6 separate regions of the Mus musculus genome follow, and all the other regions are linked to region 1. The links are chromatin contacts, called in public Hi-C and promoter capture Hi-C maps. All regions are on one chromosome and are shown on one strand. The core of a region is the stretch at or near the end of the contact, and the rest is flanking DNA. Distances in the headings are between cores, read along the strand shown.

Region 1 (4,211 bases), core at 8-2,507:
CTCTCATCACATAGGTTCCCCCACTCCCTGCCACCTGTTAGCTGGGTCAACTCCAGTTCAGTCATCAGGCTGTACCTTGGGGGTTTACTTAAGAAAAGCCAACTTCCAGCTTTGATCTTGAGTTGCTCACAGCATTCAGCTCACTGGAGCAGAATCATTTGTTTATATAATTATCTTCCACGTGAATTGAGGACTTTAGGGTGGGGCCAATCTGTCTTTTCAATTCGGAACATAGTGCTACTGGTATATAATTCTGTACACAATTAGAAGTGATATATGGCTATAAGGAAGGGGCCTAAGACGCGATGAAAGTGACATTTCTTTTGGTAGGCTGATTCCATCCCTTTGCTTTTATTATTATTAATTAATTACTTTTACTTTTACTTTATTTTTATTTTTTTGAGACAGGGTCACTGTGTAGCCCTTGCAGTCCTGTAACTCTGACCTGCACTCTGTAAAGCAGACTGGCTGTGAACTCTGAGATGGGCCTACCCCTGGCTCTCCAGTGCTGGGATTAAAAGGCCTGCACCACCATGGCTGGGCTTGCTTTCATTGTTTTCAGGTAGCTTCCTTAAGACAAAATTAACCTCGGCTTCTGTTAACCTCGGCTTCTGTTGTTTCTTTCTCTCTCTCTCTCTCTCTCTCTCTCTCTCTCTCTCTCTCTCTCTCTCTTTCTTTCTTTCTTTCTCACGCCAAAGACGATTTTAGCATTCTCCAACTGAGCTACGTTCCCAGCTCTCTCTTGTCTTTCTATAACTAACTTTCCCGCTACCCTTGTCTTTGGACCCTGTCTAACCAAGTCCTGCTAGGGGAGTTAAGCTCTCTAGGACTGTTGCCTCATTGCAAAATAAGGGCAAGTACCTATGAGAATCAAGCGCTCAATGTGAGTTACAGCAACGACGTTTACAAGTTCTCTTCAAGATTTTCAAGCATCTTTCCCCTTCCCTACCGGACCCTCCACCCACTTGAGCCGCTGTCCAGACCTGTGACTTGGGACTCACCCTCAACCCTTCCTAAATCCTGACTTTAAAATGACTTATCTTCTTTAAATCAGGTTAACTAAAAAACTCATCGGACACCTTAGGTTTTGTGTCATGCAAACACTCATATGAATTAAGAACTATCACACAAAGTGACTTTATGGCGTCCTTTTATTACAGATCACTTCGTGGTCCCCGCCCCGGCCGGGCCCCGCGCCCCGATCACCACGGCCGGCGCTCGGCTGCTTCCGGTGGGGCCTGCGCTCTCCGCGGCGGCTCGCGCGTTCTGCTCGCCGGCGGCCTCATGCAGGCTGAGCGCGGGGCTAGGGGCGGCCGCGGGCGGCGGGGAGGCCGGGAGCGGCCCGGAGGGGACCGAGAGCCGGTCGGGGCAGCGACGGCGCTGGCGAGAGGAGGCTGCGGGGACGGAGGCGGCCGGCGGGGCCGAGGCCGGGGCTTCCGCCGAGGCCGAGGAGGTGGCGGCCTGCGAGGCGGCCGCTGGGAGCCTGGAGGCCGGGGCGGCGGAGCCAGCACTCGGGTAAGGAGCGCGGGTTGCTGCGGCCGCTAGCCGGCGTGTGGGGAGCGCGAGGCACAGCGCCTGCGCGGGATGGAGCCGGGAGGGCGCGCGGGGGGGGGGGGGAGGGAGAGGGGACATGCACGTGTACCGTGCACGCTCAGCCCCTGGCTGCTTGTGGCCGAAGGACTAAGCGACCGGCCTCCGCGTTTTGCTGGTGCCAGAGTCCCATGGTCTGATGGAGACTAACGGCGGCGCCTGGTGTCCGGGCTACAGCCTGGCGTGCTATCCCAGAAGTGACTTCCTGCGGAGCGAAGTCTACCAGAATACAGATTTACACAGAAGTGTTTACTCTGCCCTCCGTTTCCTTTATCCCATCCCACATTGCCTAGGTAACAGTGTCTGTGGTCACCCATACCTGGATGGAAGGACATGGGGGGAAGATTATGTCTTCATTTTGGTTTGGATTGGTGACCTCTAAGATCTTTCCCACTCTTCAGATTCGTATTTAGTCTCGCCGAGACTATTCTGGGTACCTAAAGATTAAATGAGGAGAAACTGACCGACCTTCCCAAGGCCTTTCTGTACTCATATCTTATATGTTGGGCACATTGGTGCTCTAAATCAGGATTAGTGCAGTGCTCTGAAAGCAGTCAACAGCGTTCCAGCTGTGTAGGGACCACTGTCCAGCTGCAGGATTCCACACAGTCTACGTCCTTTGCTTTCCCTCTGGATGATTAGACTGCAAATGGAAACAACTTCTAGATATGTACTCCTCCAAAGTAACTTACTTGGGAACTAAGAAGCCCTGAAACCATTCCTTCTAAAGATGTGTGGTATGAACCATGAGCTTACTGAGTGTGATAAGCAAATTATCAGGACAGTCACCTTTACTGCAGTGTGTTATTATCCTTAATGCAATTGTTAATTTCGCAAAATACAAGAATTTGTTTATATCTATTTTTTGTTTTTGTTAAAGAAGTATATTAGTTTTTCTGCGCCCGTGGACCCGTCTCTCTCTCCTCTTCCTCTCTTCCTCTCTTTCTCTCTCTCTCTCTCTCTCTCTCTCTCTCTCTCTCTCTCTCTCTCTCTCTCTCTGTGTGTGTGTGTGTGTACATAAGTGTAGTGCCAGCAGAGGCCAGAAGGCATCAGATCCTTTGAGCCCACGTTAAAGGCAGTTATGTTTTCCAGAACAGTAGCAAACTGCTCTTAATCCTCTGTAAGGCACCCACACTCTCGGTATATGCACCCCCCCTACATTCATGTAAATAAAAATAAACACAAGAATGCAAATGTTTTTTCTGCGGGGCAGTGGTGGCGCACATCTTTGATCCCAGCACTTGGGAGGCAGAGGCAGGCTGATTTCTGAGTTTGAGGCCAGCCTGGTCTATAGAGTGAGTTCCAGGATAGCCAGGGCTACACAGAGAAACCCTGTCTCAAAAAAACCACACACACCCACACACACACCCCCCCCCCCCCCCACACACACAATAATGCAAATGTTTGACTCCAGTTCCTTTGAATATATACCTAGTAATAGGATTGTGGAATCCTTAGTGGTGGTTATAGTTTTTATTTTTAAGGAACAGCCGTACTGCTCTTTGTAATGCTATACCAATTGATGTTACCATAACATATGAGAGTTCCTATCTCTGCATTTTTGGGAGTTTTGTTTGTTTGTTTGTTTGTTTTTCGAGACAGGGTTTCTCTGTGTAGCCCTGGCTGTCCTGGAACTCACTCTGTAGACCAGGCTGGCCTCGAACTTAGAGATCCACCTGCCTCTACCTCCCAAGTGCTGGGATTAAAGGCATGCGCCACCACGCCCGGCCTATCTCTGCATTTTTTGCTAGCCCTTGTTGGTTTTTAAAATTCCTCCTCTTCCTTCTCTTTCTCCTCTTCCTCATCTTCTTTCTCATCATCTTCTAGATAGGATCTCACTATGTAGCCCACCCTTGCCTTAAATCAAGATCTTCCTGCCTCAATTTCTTTTTTTTTTTTTTAAAGATTTATTTATTAATATATGTAAGTACACTGTAGCTGTCTTCAGACACTCCAGAAGAGGGAGTCAGATTTTGTTTGGGATGGTTGTGAGCCACCATGTGGTTGCTGGGATTTGAACTCTCGACCTTCAGAAGAGCAGTCGGGTGCTCTTACCCACTGAGCCATCTCACCAGCCCCCCTGCCTCAATTTCTAAGGTATGGGATTACACATCTACTTTACCACAGCTGGGTTTATTTATTCATTTAACTGTTTGTTTGCTGTGATATAATCTTATCATGTAGTTCAGCCTGGAACGCAAACTCAGAACCCTAGAACCCTGGTTTTATTTTAACTACGTTTTTGTTGTTGTTCTTTTTTTGTTGTAGGCATATTTTATTTATTTTCTTATTTTTTAGACAGGGTCTCAGCATGTAACCTTGGCTGCCCTGGAAACTGACTCTGTAGACCAGGCAGGCAGGCCTTGAACTCAGAGATCTACCTGCCTCTGCCTCCTGTGTTGGATTAAAGGTGATCTTTCATTGTGTGGGTTTTTTTTTTTTTGTGGTTGTTGTTTATTTGTTTGTTTTTCCATTTATTTAGAAGTTTCTAGATACTGTTAGGTGAGTAGCTTGTTCTCATGATTTTGATGATGAGTGACACTGAGATTCCTTTTCATATATGCACTGGCCATTTGGGTCTCCTCTTTGGGGACATATCCCTTCAGGTGATTCAACCCTGT
Region 2 (3,913 bases), core at 104-2,603, 1.5 Mb before region 1:
CAAGGAAATAAAACTTCTTGAAGTATTTTATTTTTCCTTAGAACACTTTGAGCTTAAATAGAACTTCACAGGAGCCCAAATTCACCTACTCCCACCGTCTCTCACTTTGTACCTAATTCCAACATACATTCAAAAGAGGATTCATGCAGATTACAGTTCCTGATGGGAAGTTCTTTCAGCACAATATGCTGCCTGAAGAATAAATCCCGACTAGGTTATTCTGGGGATATCCAAAGTTTTTGTTTGTTTGTTTGTTTGTTTGTTTAGAAACAAAGCCAAAGAGATACCATAAAGCAGTCATTTGGAGAAAGAATTTTAGAAGTAAGATTTCAATAAATTTTTATTTCAGTGAAAATGGAATGAATACTTGAAAATTACATATTTTAATGATTATATTAACAAATGCATCATAATTACCATTATTCATTCAGTAAATGGCATTAATGTTGAATAACTGCATAAGAGAATACCATTTCCAGAATCTATGTTAAAGAAATATGTGCTTTATGAGAAGCCATTTAAATAACAAAGCAGAACAAAGAGTGATTAAAAAAAAACATTCTTGATCTGACCATGCCCACGCAACTAGTGAAAATTTTGTGAAAGCTAAACGGTGGTCTGGGAAGTTCCAGGAAGACCCAAATACACATAAAAGTCGGAAACCCGTAATAAAAGTGGGGTCAGAAGAGAAAGTTTTCCAAGGAAATTATATCTGGGACCAGTCAACCGCTGGGATTTTTCCACGAATGCATTTATTATACAATTTTTCAAGCTCAGCACAAGTAATAAATTCTGCTCTTGTGAATCTTACAGGGTACTAGAAGCGCATACTGAGGCAAATATAACCCAAAATTTCACTCTTCAAACCCAGGGGTACTGCAGGAACCTTATCTGTTTAAACAGTTCACTGCAATGCACTGAAGGAGACTTAAGCGATATGAACAAACAAGTCCTGACATGACAGATTCTGTTCCCTCCCGGGCGCTGTGCGGCTCCGGATATCAGACTTATCTCCGTTGCAGGATAAAACATTAATAAAATGGGGTCCTAACTTTACAGAGTTCCACAGCTCTTCAACACAATACACGAGTGAAAAGGATGCTTTTGCAAGGAGATGCAGAGCGGGATGTGGTGCCCCCAGGGAAGAGAGAGAGAATTCTCACTGACCTTTTTGCTGTTTAAAGGACTGAATGGAGCCTGAGTGGTGGACCATTTTCACTCTGCGCGATCCAAAGGAGTTGAGGAGCTGTCGGAGAGGGATGCAGAGGAATTGCAGCCAGACTTTCCAGAGACACTCCTGGGGCTCTGAGTAATCCCAGAGCCACCAAGCTCATCGCAATCTGACACCTGCTTTAGCCAGCACTTAGCTCTGAAGGCTGTGTGCCCGCCAGTCTCATCGTCATAGCAACGTGGGAGGGCAGTCCGTGGCCGGCTCCCCTCAGTGGCTACTTCTGAAATAACCCCACATCCCGGCTGTTTCTCAGTGCTGCAGTGAGGGTGGGTGTTGTAAGGGGTTTGGTGCACGTGGGAGAGGAAGAAATTTCTTAAGGACAAGGCATAAATCCAAGCATTCCTTTAGAGCTATCACTAATGCACTCATTTTCAAGCTCTAAACCTCCTTATCAAACCCAGGCACCAGTATTAATTTCCTCGAAGTTGGTCTGTAAATAAAGAAGGGTGAAGCTGGCATCTGTCCTGACAAGAGGATACTAACAGATGTAGTTCTGTTTCCATCCTTCCTTCTTAAATATTCATGTGGGAGAGACCACAACATCCATGATCTGCCTTAGATAAGCACTAAGTTCTAGCATGCAACATTTAAGTTTTTTTTCTGCTTCAGCTACTTCGATTTTAATTTTTTGTGCGATACTGAAAGGTTTAATTCTTTCTAACAGATGCTGAAGAAATATCAACAATGGTACTCAATATAATCATAATTAAAAAGCCATAAAAATAATCTTATATTATAAAAAGAACCTGAAGCTCACAGCAACACACAAGTTCCATTATCACACAAATGGAAACAGTGTTTGGGAACACAAATTGGGAAATGAAGATACCTAACAGTCAAAGAGAGGAAGCAATCATGGCAGAAACACATGCAGTGGTTAAATGAGGGTAAGAACCAGCTCAAAATGGTTTCCAGTGTTCTCTCTCTCTCTCTCTCTCTCTCTCTCTCTCTCTCTCTCTCTCTCTCTCTCTCCCTCCCTCCCTCCCTCCCTCCCTCCCTCCCTCCCTCCCTCTCTCTCTCTCTCTCTCTCTCTCTCTCTCTCTCTCTCTCTCTCTCTCTCTCTCTTTTCATATAATCATGATTTCCTGATCCCAAATTCCTCCCAGAACAAGTTACATAAGGTATTATTGAACAGACATGCAACAATAGGGTCTGTTGGTTCCTAAGTTTGAAATTGTGTGAGACCAATTAATTTAGAATAAACTGAAGGTCCAAATAAAAGTAGATTTTAAAATGATAATGAAATTTCACAATTTTTAAAATCTCAAATAATTTGAATTATTGTTAATTTTTCTCTGTCTTCATACTTGTTGAATGATTCAAAGATGATAAATGTAGTAATATCAGCTTCAAGGAAAAAGGCATTCCCGTTATTCAGAGACATATAGACCCCAGAAACTTTAAATTGTGATTAATTATTATTTGTTATGGTTACTTATAAAGTAGATAGATTCAATAAGGCAGTTCTCTGGGTACTTTTTATTTCATTAGTAACAGGTTGTGAGATCATCTGAAACAAGAAATGGAACAGGAAGGAGGAAGTCAGAGACACCAGAGGGTCTACTGCAATGTACCCTGAGTAGAAAGAATATCAAGGACTATGCCATGATATTGAGCAGTGAATAATAGACACACACACACACACACACACACACACACACACACACACGACTTAGTGTGCCTACTGTGAAATGAGGATCTAGCAAAGACCTTGTCTATTGTCTCCAAAAAGACATGGTAGGTGGCTGAACAGATGTCAAGAAGGGTAAAGGGCACTAACTGCTCTTTCAGATAGATTAGTTATGACCTCAGCATCCTGTTGTAAGGTCAGAATTTTTCTTTAACTCTAGTCCCTGGAGATTATTCTAGTCTCTGAGGCACTGTACACATGTATATTTAAATGCCATGCAGGCAAACCAGCATGCATATAATATAATTAAAAACAATTTATTAAAAGGAGTGCAAGTCCATTGTATACCTCTATAAAACAAAACAATTCTCAAACCTATAGCTCAGGAAACATTGCTGAAAAGGGGGGAAGAAAGACCCTAAGATCAGAGGATGATAGAATTTATTGTGAGACTGAGTCTATCTCCTGGTAATGTCAGAAATTACACCCATAAAGTCTCAGTGAACATAGCTGGACAAACGTGAACTGAACAAGGACAATACCCGTGGGCATGCAAAATTGGATAGAGGAACCCCAAGAAAACTCAACCCTACAAGCAATTTAAAAATGCTGAGAAACTGTCTTCCTCTGAGAAAAGAACAACTAGTTACCCAAAACCAAATAGTTGGCCCTGAAAATATATATGCAAGTAACAGTACACAGACTGAACAGGTTATATTAGAAATATATATTTATATACAGACCTACCTGCATATAAAAACAATCAATTTTCAAAGAGGTCATGAATTTGGAAGAGTGAAGCAAGGGTGTATGGGAGGCTTTGGAGGAAAGAAAGGAAAGGGAAGGTGATGAAATGTATCATAATTTCAAAATAAAAGAAAGTAAACAGAAAAGCTTTTTTTTTTTTCAGTGACTTTTCAAGACAATTACACCAAACTGGAATCAACAAATGACCATCTTGAGATTGATTTTATATCATCTGAACTGAAAATAATGATAAAACTGAACTCCTGTTCATTTAGATGCCACCAAACTAAAGTGGTTCTAAGACA
Region 3 (4,257 bases), core at 704-3,203, 1.7 Mb after region 1:
GGGCCTGATTGTATTCTCAGTACTATCCTGAGTGACTTACAACTCTCTCCAACTGCAGTTCTAGGGAACTGACAGCCTCTTCTGTCCTCCACAGATAACTGCACTCACCAGCACATACCACCCCACCCCAAACACATAATTAAAAATTAAAATTGAAAAACAAAATAGTTCTTACTGATTTTTAAAAACAAAACAAAATCTCTTTTTAAAAAACCAGAAACTCTAGGGAGCACATTTTTTAATAGGTAACTGCACTGTCTGGTAGACTTCAATGCTTGGTGTATCACTAGACAGACACACAGACAGAAAGATGAACGGACAAATGAAACCACGTCTGAAGTGTTCTTCTTCCAAGAAGCTTCTGCAACACTAACGGACAACTAACGCTTCCATCTTTCAGGTTGTAAACAGTTTCAATATATTCTTCTATTTCTGTATTATAAACATTTCACTGATTATTCATCCTCATTGAAGTGAAACAGAGAAGATGGTACCTGTGTGTTCTTTTCATTTACAGCTCAATATCTTACAATCAGCAGACTTTATAAGAGACCTTCTACAATGTGAAAACTTTCTTGTGAACCCTATGCTGGCCTCAAAACAGACAAGGCTAGCCTTGAACTCCATTCCCCACTGTCTTCACATCTCACATGCTGGGAATGAAAGACAGGCACCATCTCTCCTCCGCACTTTCCCTCTCGGTTCATGTGTTCCTGTCATTCTAGCTCTTTCTTTACATTCAAACTTTAAGGTATCAGCACTTGCCTGGACTGTTTTTGTGTTCTTTCTCAAACTGTGTACTTATCTGCATTTAGCTTTAATGCGGTTAAGAAGTCGGGATAGCCTCTCTAATATTGTATAAAAGGATGAAAATAAAGAAAACCAAGTTAACAGGATCCACTTTTTAGTTACCATGGCATATTCAAGTAACCGCAGCTATAGCCATAAAAGCATAAAATTAGGGGGGAAAGGAGGGAGAGACAGACAGACAGGTACAGAGAGAAAGGAAGGGAGGAAAGAAGAAAGGAAGGGCACTTTGGGTAAAAGCATAGGCCAGATCACAGCACTTTCAAAGATTCCAGTCATTATCCCAGGGACAATCAGAATTGTTTACGGGACACTGTAGGAAGACAAGTAATGTGAGCAGGTTTGCACCAGTGAGCACTCTGGAGCAATCTGAAGAACAGGCTGCAGGAGGGCAAGAGGAAATATGACAGATCAACAAGTCTTAGTGGGGAAGGCATCTTTGGGCGAGAGAGGTCCAGAAATACAGACAAACACTGTGTAGACATGCTGGGGCTAAGCGAATGGAAACAGTTTCTAGGCTTCTGCCCTGACAAATCTGCGGAGCCAGAAGAGGCGCGGGAGGGCTTAAATTTTCCCGCACTTACACTCTCAATAATTTCCTAAGAATTAACAAGGATGTGAAAGGCTACAGGCCCGGAATTGGCTCTGTTGTCTCCTAAATGAAAGGTTATAATGACAATTAACTGCCATAGAGCGATCTACTTGTAGACAGAGTCTTGTCAGAGTAATACAATTCAGAAGCACGCTTTGTGGTCTAACGAGGAGCGGCCTCTTTCACTGCAGCTTTTCCAATGTTTAACTAGCAACTTGCACGTACACAAGATATCAAAATCAATCCCAATCCCGGGCTTTAGGTCCTCGGCATCCCTCCTTACACAAGCGGGCACGCCGGGGCTCACCTGAGTGACGAACTCCGCGTTGATCTGGGACACCGTGGGGGCCACGATTTTCTTGGGCTGCGCAGGAGCCGCCATCGCAGCGATCGCCACTGAAGCTGACCAGAGGCTCGTAGCGGCGACTCTCGAAAGCTTTCAAGCAGCGGCGGCGACCCAGCCCCGAGGTGCCAGAGCGCCCGGCACAGACACGCTGGGCTCCCACGGTTCCTCCCGGAACCTGAGAAGTCCCGGCGTTCCCCGGAAGCAGAACTAGTGGGCCCGGAAGTCAAGGCAAGAGTTAAGCTTGAGCTAGAAAGTAGGCTGCCTTTACCTGTCTCTTTATTGCCCCCTAGTGGAAGGAAGAAAGATAACATACAGCGTGTAGGATTGGGTCATAGGGAGAGAGGGGGCTGAAAGATGTGTTGAATGTGATTAATAAAGGTGGGAGTTGAAAGAATAGGATGTCGACTTTATTTGAACGCTAAAGAAAAATATAGTAAAAAGCAAAACCCATACTCTTAGAATTTGAGGCACCGTGTGACTTCAAAAACTGCCTGGAAGTACTGATTGCCATACAATAAACATAAACCAAGTGTAAAACTTAATACACTTTGAAATAGTTGTCTATCTATTATTGTATCACCAGAATCATGGCAATGAGATTACCCAAAGCCATTAAAAGTTACTATGTGTCCTTCTGCCTTCAACCTATCACCCCTTTTTCTCACACAGTCTTCTACTATCATGGATCCTCTGGGTCACTGTTAACTACAGAATTTTATATAAACTTTATGCAAATTTGCAGAGGAATAAAAGAGAGATTGATCAGCGGTTAAGAGCACCAGGTGCTCTTCCAGATGACCTGGGTTCAATTCCCAGAAGCCACATGGCAGCTCTCAATTGTTTGTAACTCCAGGTCCAGAGGCTCTGACACCCTCACACAGACATACATGCACGCAAAACACCAATTCACATGAAATAAAAGTAAAAATAAAATTTAAAAAGAAACTATTTTACATACATTTTAGAATATGTTCTTTTTTGGTCACTCAAAATTATTTTGAGATGCATCTGTGTTGTTCATATCAGTCACTGATTCAGTTGTATTGCTAAATAATAGCCAACTTTTCAGACATACTACAATCCATAAATTTAGTAATATGTTGATATGCGTTTAGATTGTTTCTAGTTGCTGACTACTACAAGAAAGTCCTCTACAGGCGATTCTAAGTCATTATGTAGACATACATTTCCTCTGAAGCAACACATTCAATGGTGTATGTTTGCCATTTTAAGAAATGTCTGTCTTTCCAAAGCAGTTGTGCCTTGCTAACATTTGAGACTTGTGTTGTCTTCTTTCCCTTACCGACTTTTAATATGGATAGTTTTTAAAGTTGTTTTAGGCATACTACGTATGTGGTACATCACAGTATAGGTGTAATTCATGTTCCTCCAATGGTCCATGATGCTGAACTCACAACTTCTTGTGAGTTTTATGCTTTTATCCTCACTAGGGAAATAACTGTTTAAAACTTTAGCCTGGTTCTTATTTGGTCACTTATTTTATAATTCTTGGGTTAGCACACCCATCCCATTTACAAACTCATACATAGGTTGAACAGTTATCTCTAGTAAGTCCTCTCTAGAGGAATATAGGCAGTAGACTGGTACACCATTCTCTCTCTCTTAATTTGTGATATATACCCATCTGCCCAAAATGAGGACTGTGAAAGAAAATAGCTGTAGGTCTGGCCATCAAGTATATACATGTTGTAGCTTTCGTCCCTCCATCTTTTATGGTTTGTAGACATATAGATAAAAATTTGCTCGATTACAATTTTAAATGTAAAGCATTCTGAATATATAACTACCACTGACATGTTATTGCCAACTATGGCATCTATAAAACAGTAGGGCAGGCTTTCAAATGACTTTGATGATGACTCTTAAGATGCTGAAATCGTTATTTTTATACTTCACCATAACTACCCATCAGGCCTTGAATGCAGGTCATGGTGGAAGGACATTAGGAATTAGGAATGAGACTTGAGTTCCCGAGTCCTTAAATCTTCAGGGAAGACCTTGTAAAGACAGTGTGGAAACAGCGGTTGGGGATTATTTTGGGATGATACCTTTTGAGTGGTGTATCAGAGAGGTTGGAGTAGGTAACATGGAGGTGGGGATTTCTGCTGGAAGTAACAAAATCAAAGGGTGGAAAGAGCCAAGGGTGAGCTCCAGCAGGACCGATGTAATGGAAGAAACAAACAGTGAAGACACTTGGCGAACAGAAAGAGCACAAATCTATTCTAAGTAGTTAAAAGGTGTAAAAAACCACACATCAAAAAATACAGAAATAGGCTGAGTTTTAAAGGGGAAACTGGTTCCATTGAATAGAAAATAGATCTGAGGTAGCTATCATTAGATGCTGGAAAAGCCTTTGACAAAACCCAACACCCTCTCATGTTAAAAGTCTTGGAGAGATCAGGGATACAGGTGCATATCTAAACATTATAAAGGCAGTATACACCCCAAATCTCTGCCCTGTTCTGGCCTTGCAAGCTTGGGGCACACAGAC
Region 4 (3,888 bases), core at 684-3,183, 1.3 Mb after region 1:
ACGGTGCAATGTGTCCAATAAGAGTAATGAAAACACCTATATCTGCAGACTTGGTTGTGGTGATAGTGAAGGAGGATCTTGTTTTCTTAAGATCCTTTTCCTTCGTTGCTTTGAAAAGTCTGTACTCCCAAGTGCCCTGTGCCGCCTGCCTGCCTTGTCCCAAAAAGAAAAAGGGGAGGGGGTGAGGAGAGGGCAGCCCTGGGGTGAAAGAAGAGCCCTCACCCTGGGATGGGGTTATCTTAACCTCTTCTACGCTATTTATTTAACTTGTAAGAGCAGTCAGAAGGAAACCACTACTCTGGAGTTCCTGGGACAGCTTAAAGCCCTGGTGACCCATTGAACACAGTAGATTGTTTTAATCAGTTCGTATCCTGGCACCATCTCAGGGGAACATAAACAGACGTGCGCACCACTTGGGTTTGCTCTTTCCACCAAGAGATCCAATTACTTACTGATGGTCGTCATTCTGCCCTCCAACAGTTAAGAGGAGATTTTAACCCCTCACTTCTAGGCTATATTTCTCCATCAAAGGGTAGGGATTTGGATTCTACTGGGGAGGGGAAAGACGGCTGCTGAGCTAGACCAGAGAGCCCCCTAAGGTTCTCTGGAAGGTCCTCGGACGAAAGGCTAGTCATCTCGCATCCTCCCCAGCCAGTCTCGCTGGTGGATGGTTGCCAGAGCCGGGCATAGGCAAACACTAAGCTGAAGAACGCCAGAGAGGGAACAGCCAGTCCAGGGCTATAGAGAAGTTGTTCTTCCCAAACTAGAATTCAGGAAATAAGTAGGACCAGGGAGATGACAGCCACATGCCTTTCCCTTCACTCTAGACTTCTACCAGGAGCTAGAGAGGGCTCACCGGAATGGCTCACAGCAGCGGCAGCGAGCGAGGAGCAAGAGGCAAAGCGCGCAGTAGAGCGCAGTCGCTAGCGAGGCGCAGCGAGGCGTTACCGAGGCCTGTGGGGTACAGATCGGCCAGCATCTACGGAAGTGGGAAACAGCCAGTAGTGGCTGCCCGGCGCCTGCAGGTCTGCTGTATGGAGGATGAGAGCGTGGAACCCCCCAAGAGGCTCAAAAAAGACAGCCACGCGCCGGCCGGAGCACAGCCAGCACAAGAGTGTGTGGCGCGTGCACTCAAGCTTCGAGGTACCCGACCCCGACTTGTTAAGCCGCGCGGATTCTGTCTTACCAGCCTCAGTTGCATCTGCCATACCCGCAAATGCACACGCCACCAATTCCCAAGTCCTTAGCAGTTACCACTCAAAGCCCTGGGACCGCCACTCCTACAGACGCCCCTGTCCCAGCCCTGTACCCAACTCTCAAGGCTGTCTCTGCTTGCAACTTGCTGCGAGGTCGGCTTCAGCTCACAGAGATGCCAGCTCCGGGGCTCTGACTCGGCAACAGTGCCCTGTCCCGGCAGGCGACTCCCGCGGGCTCTGTGCTTCAAGCACCAGGACCGAGTTTGCAGGGTTCCAGCACATGGAAACGGGATGCACTTTTTTGACAACTTCTCTCTCTACCTTCCTCCCTCCCCCGTGGACCCAGTGCCCCTCAGTCACCACATCTACCTCTGCGGCAGGAAGGACCAGGTTCGGTTCTTTAATGCGCACTCAAGGGTCTTTGGTGCACCAAGGGGCTGTGTCACAACTGAGAAGAATTCGAGATGGTATGAACCCTGGGGACTCCTTGGCTAGCCTGGGTTCATACCAACACACACGCGAGCGAGCGCGCGCACACACACACAGAGACACACACACACCAGAATACCGCCGCGCTCACCTGTCACTTCCGTGGGTCCTCAGGTTCTTCGCTGTGGACGAGTGGCGCTGCGTGAGACCGCGGCTCGAGCCACTTGGGCTCGACGCGGGAGGAAGACGAAGGAGAGCGCCGCTACCACGGTACTCTGGGTCTCCAGGTCTGCGAAGGGCGCACCTAGTGTCGGGCATCTCCCGGTCTCCGGTTTAAATGCCGCCAGCCAAGCGCCGGGGACTGCGTCTCTCCATTGGTCAGGCGCCGTCGCCGCCGCGGGACCCGCTATCCGCCCCCTTTCCCGGTAGTGCCCCCGCCCACTGCACCCCTCCTGCTTCCCTGCGGGGTCCCCTCTCCGCCCGCCTCGCCTCTTTGTCTACACCCACCCCCCTGCCCCTGCCCGTCTGGGTGGGAGAGGTCACCCCAGGGAACCGCGCCTGGAATGCACAGCAAATCACATTTTCCGCTCCCGTTGGAGAGGGGAGCGAGGGAGGAAATCCCCCCACCCCGGCTTCTAGCCCCTCATCCCTTTCCAGCCCCAGGTCTGGGCTTCTCTAGCAGGCTGAACTTCGCCTGCATGGGGCTCCACGCTCAGGAGTCCCGGCTGCGCTGAGCAGAGCAACGGAGCGGGTCGTGACAAGCTAGGTGTTTCCTCACCATTGTGCTGAATGGCACCGTTGGACAGTCTGGTCAGACAAAGCAGGAGCCTTAAAGGATCTTCCCGAGGCCCCCAACGTAAAGGGTGTCAACCCTTGAGCTGGTGTTAACCCAGGCGGGCTCCCTAACAGCCTGCAAAAGGATACCCTCTTCTTCTTGGCACTGGCTCCTTCTGCTCAGATGCCCATCTACCTGAGCTGAGTGTGTGGCAGAAGAATGAACTAAAAGGACCCCAGCACTCAGTCCTTTTTATCAAGTGTTAGGGGAGGGAGTAAGAAATATACTGAACACCTAACAGGTACTGTTCATATATATATATGGAATATATAATATAAATATATATTTGACATATATATACACACACAAAGCAACTGAAGCAAGAAGGGAACCTCTGTTAATATCTCAAAAATTAGGACGTTCTGAATGACTTTTTGCAAATGGCAAGCTGTATCTGTATACTCTTAGTGCACTTCACACACACGCACATACCCAAACATACACACACACTGTTCCACAGTTAATAGTTGTCTACAGAGTAGAGCCATCAGATGAGCTTCAAGATCTATCCTGGTCAAGTGGACTTAAGCAGAGTTATGAGTCCCGAAGCCCACGGAGTTCTAATGCAGTGAATGCGGAGTTCACTGGAGCCCACCAAGAGGGTGCTCGGAGCCGGTGTGAGAATAATTTCCCCCAGAGAAAAGGGAGTTTATTTTATAAACTCATTAACTCCCTCTCATCTAAAGTCAAACCTTAATTACATGCCCCTTCCTGACTCATATGAACTATTCCAAATAACAAATGCAAAGAGGGGAAATTACCCTCCTTAAACAAAGTGTTAGTTTTTGGAACGCCGATGCTAGCCTAGCGTTTTCTCCACAGTCCATTTCATCTCCCAGTCATTACATCATTTTTCTTCATCATCATCTATCACTTCCTGTCACCCAAGTATTTTCTAGAATGTAAACTGCATGAGAGTGTGGCCTTTTCTATTTTGGTTGCTTTGATTACATGACACAAAATATGATGTCTAACGTAACTGGGCTTTGATAAATTCCTATGGGCTGAGAAAGTTAGGCATATTTGCACTAAGTAGGACTGTCAGCTGGGCCAAGTGCTGAGAATATAACCTCTGTGGACACAGCAGCAGAGGCCTTAGCCTCTTCAGTTTGGAGTCTAGAATGTTTGTAAATATTTATGTAGATAGGCACTTTTTTGGTCTTTGTATCTGCATTTCCACAGGTGACAACCACTGGTTGTCAACCATTATGTAATCTGGATGAAAGTAACAGAGGACAGATTCTTTAGAACCCTTTAAGCCTAATCACACAATCAAAACTTGCTTTTAATAAGAGGGAAATAAGGATCGCTCAACTAGTTACTCAAATTAAACTTTGATGGCGTTGAGTTAGGGGGAATTTAGACAGGGTCTCAGAATGTAGTCTGGGCTAGCCTTGGCCCTGCAACAAGTCTTTGTTTATTTCCTAA
Region 5 (4,071 bases), core at 743-3,242, 1.4 Mb after region 1:
TCTCTAAAGGCAAGGGTCGGGATTTGTTTGTTAAGGAATGAAAGAAAAACAGCAAATACCCATTTTTAAGGTTGTGGAAAGCCAGTTTTACCAACAGAAGTATCCACCGTAATTTTTAACCATAAACAAACATTAAGTCAGTGTGGTGATACACCTTTCTAATCACAATACCAGAGAGGGGGAAATTGGAGGATCAAGAGCTTTAGCCAGCATCAGTTAGTGAGTTCAAGGCCAGCCTGAATACATAATACAAAATTATGGAAACTTTTTGTCTTCAAATACTACAAAGTGCTAGTAATAAATTACTCACATACCTTTGTTTTGTTTTGTTTGAGACAGGATTTCTCTGTATAGCCTTGGCCTGGTACTCACTCCCTAGACCAGGCTGGCTTTTGCCCTCCCAAGTGCTGGGATTAAAGGAGTGTGCTACCACCCAGCTCCTACTTACTTTAAAATGACTTATTCAGTTTTTCACAAAGTCTTAGAGATAAGATCTCAACCCAAATCTCTTGACCTCTACCACTAAATCAAAAAAACAGCTTATTGGGCCAGTGACAGTTAGACGAGTGAAGCGTTTGTTGCTAAGCCTGACAACCTGAGTTTGATCTCCAAGGTCCACAAACAGGAGAGAATTCATGCAAGTTGTCCTTCTGACCACAGATGCATGGCATGGCATGGCATAGCATGGCATGGGTCCAACAGTGCACACACACAAAAGTAACTGGGGAGCAGGGGGTGGAGGTGAGGATCCTGAGACTTTAGCAAAAGTGAGTGATTAAAACAACACAAAACAAAAAACTTCAACCAACTCTGGTTTCTCAATTTGCTTGTTAAAAAAACAGCTTTGTTTTGTCAAGGACAAATGTTGATGTTGGGTGGGTAATGTCTACTCTGCTAAAGAGATCAGAAACTGCGAAAATGTCGGGCAGCAGGCCTCTTCGTAAATTGCTGGATACAGAAGGATCCTATGAAGCCTATTTCTAAACTTGGCCTGACTGTCTCCCTAATGATTCGTTTGAAATGTTCTGACTGCCCACCCCAGCCTGACAGGATAGTGTGTTCCCCTCCCCCACATACTGCTTGTTTAAAACACGACAGATTACCAGATCGGTGGCACAGTATTTAAGTAGGGAGCCTGGTATCCTATTCCTAGCACTGTAAAACAAAACAAAAACCCACGGCAACATAGGGAGGCACGTCTGATCATCACCACCGAGACTGCATTCTAACCACGTGTCTTTCTTATCCAGAATAAAATGGGTATGCCCTTGTCCCAACACGTTGTAACTTACCTTTATTTCCGTAGCTGCAGTTTCATGTCTCCTGCGATCGCACTGACCGCGGCCACCCTTGACCTTAATGCCATAGACAGCTCGAAGCTGCTGCAGCAGGGCCAATCTGACCAGTCTCTGATCCCACATCCCGAACACGTCGCCTACTCTCCGAGGCCGACTCCGGGTCCTGACTTTCTTTGCCACCAACCAACTCTTCCACTTGCCAAACGCCCTCAGGCTCGCTCTGCTCCGCTGCCTTCCAGCCACCTCTGGCACTCTTCCTCCACTTTCCCTCGATCCACTTACACAGACCTTCTTCTCTCGCGCCTCTCTTCACTCTTGTTTCACTTCCACCAGCCTTCTTTCCGGGTCGCTCAGCCCTGTCAGTTACTTCCACAAACTTCCCTTTTTTCTGACTCTTCCGTTTCCCCAGACTAACGCCTGCAGCTAGTTTCTCGCTTCCGGACACTTCCACTTATCCTCTTCCCCGCAGGGTGGCCTTCCCCGCTCTGATTTCTTGAGATGGAAATGCAACCTTAAGCTACTCCCTCCAGCCGGGCCAGCCGGCTGCTCAGGGATCCCCAGTCCCGGTCCCTGCCCGGGCTGGTCCCCGCCGTCACCCCGTCTCACACGCAGCCTTTCCCCTAGCCCATCAGCCTTGCCTGTGGCCCCGGCCCGCTAAAGCTTAGTGACTCGGCTCCGCCAGCGCCCCACCTTCTCGGCACACATCAGACCCGACGCGACCGCACCTGAGCAGTGGCTCAAATGCCAGCGCCAAACAGCGCTCCGCATCCGATTGGCCCGCTCCTGTTTTCAAAATGAGGACCCTTTGGGGTGGCCAGGAGCTGCCTGTCTAAAAGGTTCCGGCAAAGCCGAAAGCACAGCGAGCGTTGAGATCAGGGTTAAGAAATGTGAAGAGAGTGAGTTCCTCTTTCTCTTTGCCTATTTCTTTGGAAGAAAAATGTCAAAAACGTGTTCAAATATGTTTGCTTTGCTCTTCGGACAATATACTTCGGAGATCCGAATAGACAGCTCATAACCTCCCCCCACTTCCGCCCTTTCATTTCTCCACTAAAGCTAAAGGTCCCGTCATAGGGAAAACCGATTCTACGGAAGGCGGGAGGAGTCAAGTTTAGTTATGAATCACAAACGCCGTTTGTTGTTGTTGTTGTTGTTGTTTGTTTTGTTTTGTTTTTGAGACCCGGACCCAAGGTCTTAGAAGGGAATTGGAACTGTGAGCCATTGGTCCTTCTTTGGGAGACTGGTGGTATTATTAAATTTTCTTACATAAGGTAATTAAGGTAATTAAGCACAACAAAGATGACTTGTCACGAGAGAGTAGTGGAGGAATACGGAGCTGTAGGAGGCAGCTGCAGCAATAGTTTACCTCTGTGGGACTTGGTTAAAGGACCAGAAGTCCTGTTTGCCATTGCCATTACTGAAACCTCAGCTGTCTGATTTAAATGCATGACATCACCTTCTCCTCTTGTTTCCCAGAGCTGCCTTTCCTTTTCCAAACACCAGTAATCCTACTCTCTCTCTCTCTCTCTCTCTCTCTCTCTCTCTCTCTCTCTCTCTCTCTCTCTTTCTCTCTCTCTCTCACACACACACACACATGAGAGAGAGAGAGAGAGAGAGAGAGAGAGAGAGAGAGAGAGAATGTGTATGCATTCAGTCATAACTATAAAAATAACTTATGTTGTGTATATCCTTCTCTAGGCCACGTTGTTCTGGTTCTTCGATGGCTAAGAATTCCTTTTAAGGTGCTTAGGTTAGCTTTTGAATATTAAATAGTGCTTTCTATTTACATCCATGTATGTATGCACTGGATAGTTTTTATGTCACCTTGACACAAGCTAAAATTATCTGAAGGGAGGGAACCTCAAGTGAGGAAAATGCCACACGTTCCAGCTGTAGGGTATTTTCTTACTAAGTAATTGATGGGGAAGACCCATCCCATTGTGAGTGGTGCCATCCATGGGCAAGTGGTTTTCGGTTTTGTAAGAAATCAGTTTGAGAAGGCTATAATGAGTAAATCAGGAAGTAGCACTCCTCCATGGCCTCTGCATCAGTTATTGCTTTCAGGTTCCTGTCCTGTTTGAGTTCCTTTCCTGGCTTCCTTCAATGATGGACAGTGATGTGAATATATAACGCTAAATATCTCTTTCTTCACCATGTTGCTTTTGGTCAGTGCTTCATCACACTGATAGTAACTAATTGGGAACAGAAGTTGGTCCCAGGGAGTAGGGTATCATTGTGACAGGCTTGGCCATGCTGTTATAGGAATATGGTAGATGTTAGGACTTTGGACTAGAAAGGTAGTTGAACATTTGAAATGGATATTACTGGGTCTTCTTATTGGGAACATGGAACACAATGGTGCTGAGAGCAATGTAGATGATGATGGCCCAGCCCAAGAGGTTTCAGAGAAGCAGAAGTGTTTCAGGGTATTTGAACACATTGTGAAACCCAAGATTGTGAACTAGAAAAACCTTGTGGTGTGGCTCAGCCCTAACACACACCTTTAATCCAGAGCTAAATAAAGTCAACCCTAGGTCAAGAGGCAAAGCAAGTAACCAAACTGACAGGGAGTGAACATAAATAAATAAACAGAAGCGTCCTTTGAGTTGAAAGGTGCACCATGGAGAAAGAGAAAGGCTTTTTCCTTTTGGGATGTCCCTGAGTAGGATGGTCAGCTAGGTGCGTTCTCTGCCATTCGGAGTTAGTAGGTTTTTTGGCTCCTGAGTCTTCATTTAGTAAAACAGGATGATTGAGATTTTGTTTTTAAAACAACAAA
Region 6 (4,007 bases), core at 1,351-3,850, 1.3 Mb after region 1:
TAATGACTTTTTGTCAGTTCCCTTCTCCCAGTTAGTCTGAACCACGTAGGACAGGGGTGCCCCAGCATCCTGCAAAGTGCATATGGAGGACAATACACGGTTGGATACTGACTGAGTGAATAAAACAAGGCTCTGAAAAACACAGGCTTTTGATACCAGGGAGACCCTTCCCCATGGCAACAGCAGAGTGATTAACCATATACTTTACTAGTGGAGAGAGCAGATATTTACCATCTCAAAAAAAAAATTAAATAAACAGGAACAGGTGACTGGTGCCACTTAGAGTTTAGACTCTTCCTAAAAGAATGGCAAGGAGTCCTATCTGATTTATCTTGATGCAAGCCATTTGCCATGGTTGCATGCTTGCAGATTCAAGTTATTTAGGCTAATCTACTCCTGAAATCAAATGTCAACCAAAATACACAGCATATCAATGGTTCAAAGTGACAGCAACAAGACAGAAATGGGCATCATGTGTCAACACTATTCACAGCAACCTAGAGCCCTGGAGCAGACAGCACTGTGAGGTGGTCCTAGTAGGGAAAATTACATATCAGGAGAAATAGTGCCAGGTATGCAGCTCAGCCCAGAGTGCTTGCTTAGCCTGAAGCCCCAGCTTCCTTCCTCAGAACCTCATACGTTTCCCCGTCTTAGCACTGGGGAGGTGGAGGCAGTAGGATTAGAGCTCCAGGTAATCCTTGGCTACATAGGAAGTTCAGTGAAAGTCTGGTCTAAATAAGATTCTACCAGTAAAAAAAGAAAACAATACCCCCACACACGCCAAACCAAACAAAACAAAAACCCTCAGAAATACAATAGAAACACTGTCAGTTTGGAAGAGTGCATACCTTCGATGCTCTGTGGCCCAACAAGATTCATGGCCTGGTGAGCCGGGTACTCCACGCGTGGCCTGGCAATGCCCAGCTGCTCCATAACCCCATGAAGCAGCCTCTGGATGTCTGTCTCTGAGACCCGGTCAGGGGTCCGTGGACTATAAGCGAATGCTGGATTCCACTCAAACATCAACCAAAACAAAAGGCCAGATAGCATAGCAGAGACCAGCCTTGAGGCCATTTTTAACCTGCAGAAGAAAGGACCAAGTTATATAACTTGGCCAAAATGGGCAACCATAACACAACTGGGGTGATATAACTATGACTCACAAGTTGAGGCTGAAGGACCACCCTGAAAGGAGACTCAAATGAAAAATTCCTAGAGGTTTGCTTTGTGTCCAAGCCAGGTAGGAAACCGCTGTGTGAAGGAAATAAGAAGACAGAAGAGTCTAGGATAAACTAGTCCCTCTAACTTGACACCTGAGGATTCTAAGGACAGGAATATGTTCTCACATCTATGGTCTGTGATCCTTGCAATCTAAGCACTTTTGGATTTGAGATAGGGAGGGTGGTAATTTTTAAGATCTCCTAGTTTAAGGAAAGAAAGGAATAACAAAAGGGAGTTAGGGAGACCCAAACAGTAAAAAACAAACAGACAATCAAAAAACATCCCAGAGAAAGGTCTGGAGTAGTGGCCGAGGGTGTTTGAACTTAGCAGACCAGCAGGCAATAGGTGAAGATCCCGAGCAGAGAGGTACGCCAACTCCTATCCTGCTCTGTGATGAGGGAAGCAAGCAACATGAGACGCTTGACTGCATACCAGCTAGGTCTTCCTGGGCAAGTTCCTCAGCCTCCTTTTCTACAGACCAAGGATAGCAACAATCTATCTTATAGAGTTACTGTGAAGATAAAGATCAAAATCATGTAAGGAGCATGGAGCAAAGCCAGGTACCTAGTAAGCCCCCTGCACGTCTAGCCCCTTGATGGTAATAAGCGGTTCTGGGAGTTAAGGTTTGCGGAGGCAGAAGCAGCAGGGAGAGGAAAGACAGTGACATGGTGGGGGATAAATCTGCCTTACATGTTGGTGTCCGTAGAAGCCACGGGAAGCTGAACAAGGAAACAGTTTTCACACAGCTTCCCTGGCAGCTGCTCGTTCAGGATGGGTGCTTCAGGCCATAGTCAGATAAACCCTTTTGAGCATTCACACGGGAATAGGGAATAAAAAGGTAGGGAACAAGCCAAATATCTTCCCTAAAACAAATACTTCATTTTATCTGTCTGCAGCTAACGGCCTTTCCTTGCAACTCACAGACATTAAAACCATGCTCTTCAAAGAGCCAAGGACCGCTATTTTAACAGCACAATCTACCGCTGTGATAAAAGGGCTGGATGCGGGCACCAGGCTCCATCATCTCCATCTTTCTTCATGAACTCCGAATACAGGATGTTTTCTTTACTGGCTAGCCCACGGATGAACTACCCAATCGCTGCTCTCGGAACTCCACCCCCACCCCTTATTTATAACCACCCCCTGTAATCCCCGCATCCATCCTTTGTCTGACCCCAGCTAGGGTTTCTGAAGGGCATGCTCCCCCACACCCAAGGAACCCAAGCACTCCCGCTTTCAGCTGAACGACAAGTCGGACCGCATCACCTGCATCACTGCGGAACTCACCGTGTGGCCGCGGGCGAGCTTCTTGCAATCTAGGCCAAAACAGGGAGCTGACGTGCTGGATAGCTCCTGCGTCACCTCCCTCCGAAACCTCGGTCCACCCAGGCCCCGCCCACAGCAGGTGGAAGAGGCCTTCCCAGAATTCCTGGAAGGCATTGCAGGCGCCTGCGTCTCAGGCCTGGAATGTTGCTCAGCTCCAACTGAAGCAGTCTCTGTGTCTCTTGGCTGTTTCTAGGGTGCCCCCTTTCTCCATCGACCCCTATGAACGTCATTTACCTCCTTTATCAGTCTCAAGCAATTGCCACAAGTAGATGGCATCTTTAATTGACATCCTCTAGATTTTAGAATTACCATACAAATGGGTTTCATGCTGGAATGTTCATACTCTCTTCTAGTACTTTTCCTTTCCTACCCCCGCACTTAAGCCCTGGTGACAGTGCTACCCTCCCTTAAGGCCCCAGGGGACCCGGAGGCTCTGAGCATTGCTTCATAAGTTCACTAAGAGGTGAACGTGCAGGACACTTTCGGGGCATGCAGAACTTACCTAAACAGACCTGGAACTTCTATTTTGTGATACCAACGGTGGGACCCAGGATCTTAGGAGATTCCTGGCCCTAAAAGTAACAGTACAAATGCTGCAAAGCCTTCATCAAGAAACTTGTGGTAAACAGCAAGTTCCAGGATGTGGTTAGAATTCAGATTTTCTTTTTTCTTACTGCAGCTAGAAGCAGCAAACCCACTGACATTTTACTGTAATGAATAGAAGCTGGAAGACTTGTCAGCCAGAAGTTTGTGTGAAAAGCCAGACATCTAGTGCCTTTGGTTCCCTGGATGCTTTCTGTTTCAGTCAAGATAATAAACACTCTCCTGGATTCAGGTACACAATACCTACTACTAATGAATACTGTTTACTCTCAAGTTGACTTCAACATAGCTCAGTTATATTCAACTTAATATTGGAAAAATAGGTTGCTGGCTGTGTAGTTGACAGAAACATACAAAAACTGTACGATTCATGTTGTACTTATTAGACAGGGTGTGAAGACCTTTTATTGCTGACAAAATGCAGATGGAAAGGACATTTTTATAAAATTTTGGTTCACAACTTTTGAGATTTCAGTACATGACGGTGGGAGCTCATGGAGGGTCAGGATAAAGAGCAGAGCATACAAGGTCCCCCAGTGACACACTTACTCCTAATGGTTCTACAACTGCTACAGTGCCACTAGCTAGGAACAAAGCATTCAGCTTGAGCCCCTGGGCAACAGTTCACATGCAAGCTTGAGGAGTGCATGGGTCTTACCATGGCTGATCTCAAAAGAGCCTACATACCTCAGCCTCCAGAATAGGTAAGATTACAGGCATGTGCCAGTACACTTGACTAAAACCTGGTATTTTTAAAATAAAATATGAATCATATATATCCTATACTTGTTTCTCAAAACCCTACAGTAAGTTCTTAGTGACCGTAGAATGTAACCCAGAAACCCACTAACTTTAGT

What was found. Promoter capture Hi-C pulls out the DNA fragments that hold promoters and counts their contacts. Hi-C and Micro-C count contacts between places; a contact is called where the count stands out from the background. Capture Hi-C pulls out chosen DNA fragments and counts their contacts.
Region 2: a contact with region 1 is called in a promoter capture Hi-C map of hippocampal neurons, with 4 times the contacts expected there. The contact joins the promoter of Ano3 here to the promoter of Aven in region 1. A contact is called at or near these places in 2 of 39 promoter capture datasets (the 3T3-L1 cell line and hippocampal neurons).
Region 3: a promoter capture Hi-C map of liver shows a contact between it and region 1, with 6 times the contacts expected there. The contact joins the promoter of Aqr here to the promoter of Aven in region 1. A contact is called at or near these places in 7 of 39 promoter capture datasets (the 3T3-L1 cell line, the C10 cell line, hippocampal neurons and 2 more), 1 of 115 datasets of contacts at active chromatin or transcription factors (astrocytes) and 1 of 9 other capture datasets (liver).
Region 4: a contact with region 1 is called in a promoter capture Hi-C map of hippocampal neurons, with 4 times the contacts expected there. The contact joins the promoter of Grem1 here to the promoter of Aven in region 1. A contact is called at or near these places in 5 of 39 promoter capture datasets (the 3T3-L1 cell line, 3T3-L1-derived adipocytes, hippocampal neurons and 1 more) and 2 of 115 datasets of contacts at active chromatin or transcription factors (astrocytes and embryonic stem cells).
Region 5: a contact with region 1 is called in a promoter capture Hi-C map of adipose tissue, with 3 times the contacts expected there. The contact joins the promoter of Arhgap11a here to the promoter of Aven in region 1. A contact is called at or near these places in 8 of 39 promoter capture datasets (the 3T3-L1 cell line, cranial neural crest, frontonasal cranial neural crest and 3 more), 2 of 484 Hi-C or Micro-C datasets (CD4 T cells and uterus), 6 of 115 datasets of contacts at active chromatin or transcription factors (embryonic stem cells, large pre-B cells and stem cell-derived neural progenitor cells) and 2 of 9 other capture datasets (adipose tissue and macrophages).
Region 6: a Hi-C map of the N1E-115 cell line shows a contact between it and region 1, with 3 times the contacts expected there. The contact joins the promoter of Scg5 here to the promoter of Aven in region 1. A contact is called at or near these places in 6 of 39 promoter capture datasets (the 3T3-L1 cell line, cranial neural crest, hippocampal neurons and 2 more), 2 of 484 Hi-C or Micro-C datasets (CD4 T cells and the N1E-115 cell line) and 2 of 115 datasets of contacts at active chromatin or transcription factors (astrocytes and embryonic stem cells).

What each region holds. Positions count from the first base shown.
Region 1 is chr2:112,491,707-112,495,917 of GRCm38.p6, forward strand. Aven (apoptosis, caspase activation inhibitor) reads left to right here and starts at 1,258. Exons shown (of 6, transcript NM_028844.3): 1 at 1,258-1,515. The coding sequence starts at 1,285. It also overlaps a transcript of Chrm5 not described here.
Region 2 is chr2:110,948,891-110,952,803 of GRCm38.p6, forward strand. Ano3 (anoctamin 3) reads right to left here and starts at 1,354. Exons shown (of 27, transcript NM_001128103.2): 1 at 1,168-1,354. The coding sequence starts at 1,213.
Region 3 is chr2:114,173,386-114,177,642 of GRCm38.p6, forward strand. It overlaps Aqr (aquarius), which reads right to left and starts at 1,954. Exons shown (of 35, transcript NM_009702.3): 1 at 1,707-1,954. The coding sequence starts at 1,781.
Region 4 is chr2:113,756,715-113,760,602 of GRCm38.p6, forward strand. It overlaps Grem1 (gremlin 1, DAN family BMP antagonist), which reads right to left and starts at 1,934. Exons shown (of 2, transcript NM_011824.4): 1 at 1,777-1,934.
Region 5 is chr2:113,846,669-113,850,739 of GRCm38.p6, forward strand. It overlaps Arhgap11a (Rho GTPase activating protein 11A), which reads right to left and starts at 1,993. Exons shown (of 12, transcript NM_181416.3): 1 at 1,293-1,993. The coding sequence starts at 1,421.
Region 6 is chr2:113,826,491-113,830,497 of GRCm38.p6, forward strand. Scg5 (secretogranin V) reads right to left here and starts at 2,601. Exons shown (of 6, transcript NM_009162.3): 1 at 2,509-2,601; 2 at 849-1,081. The coding sequence starts at 1,074.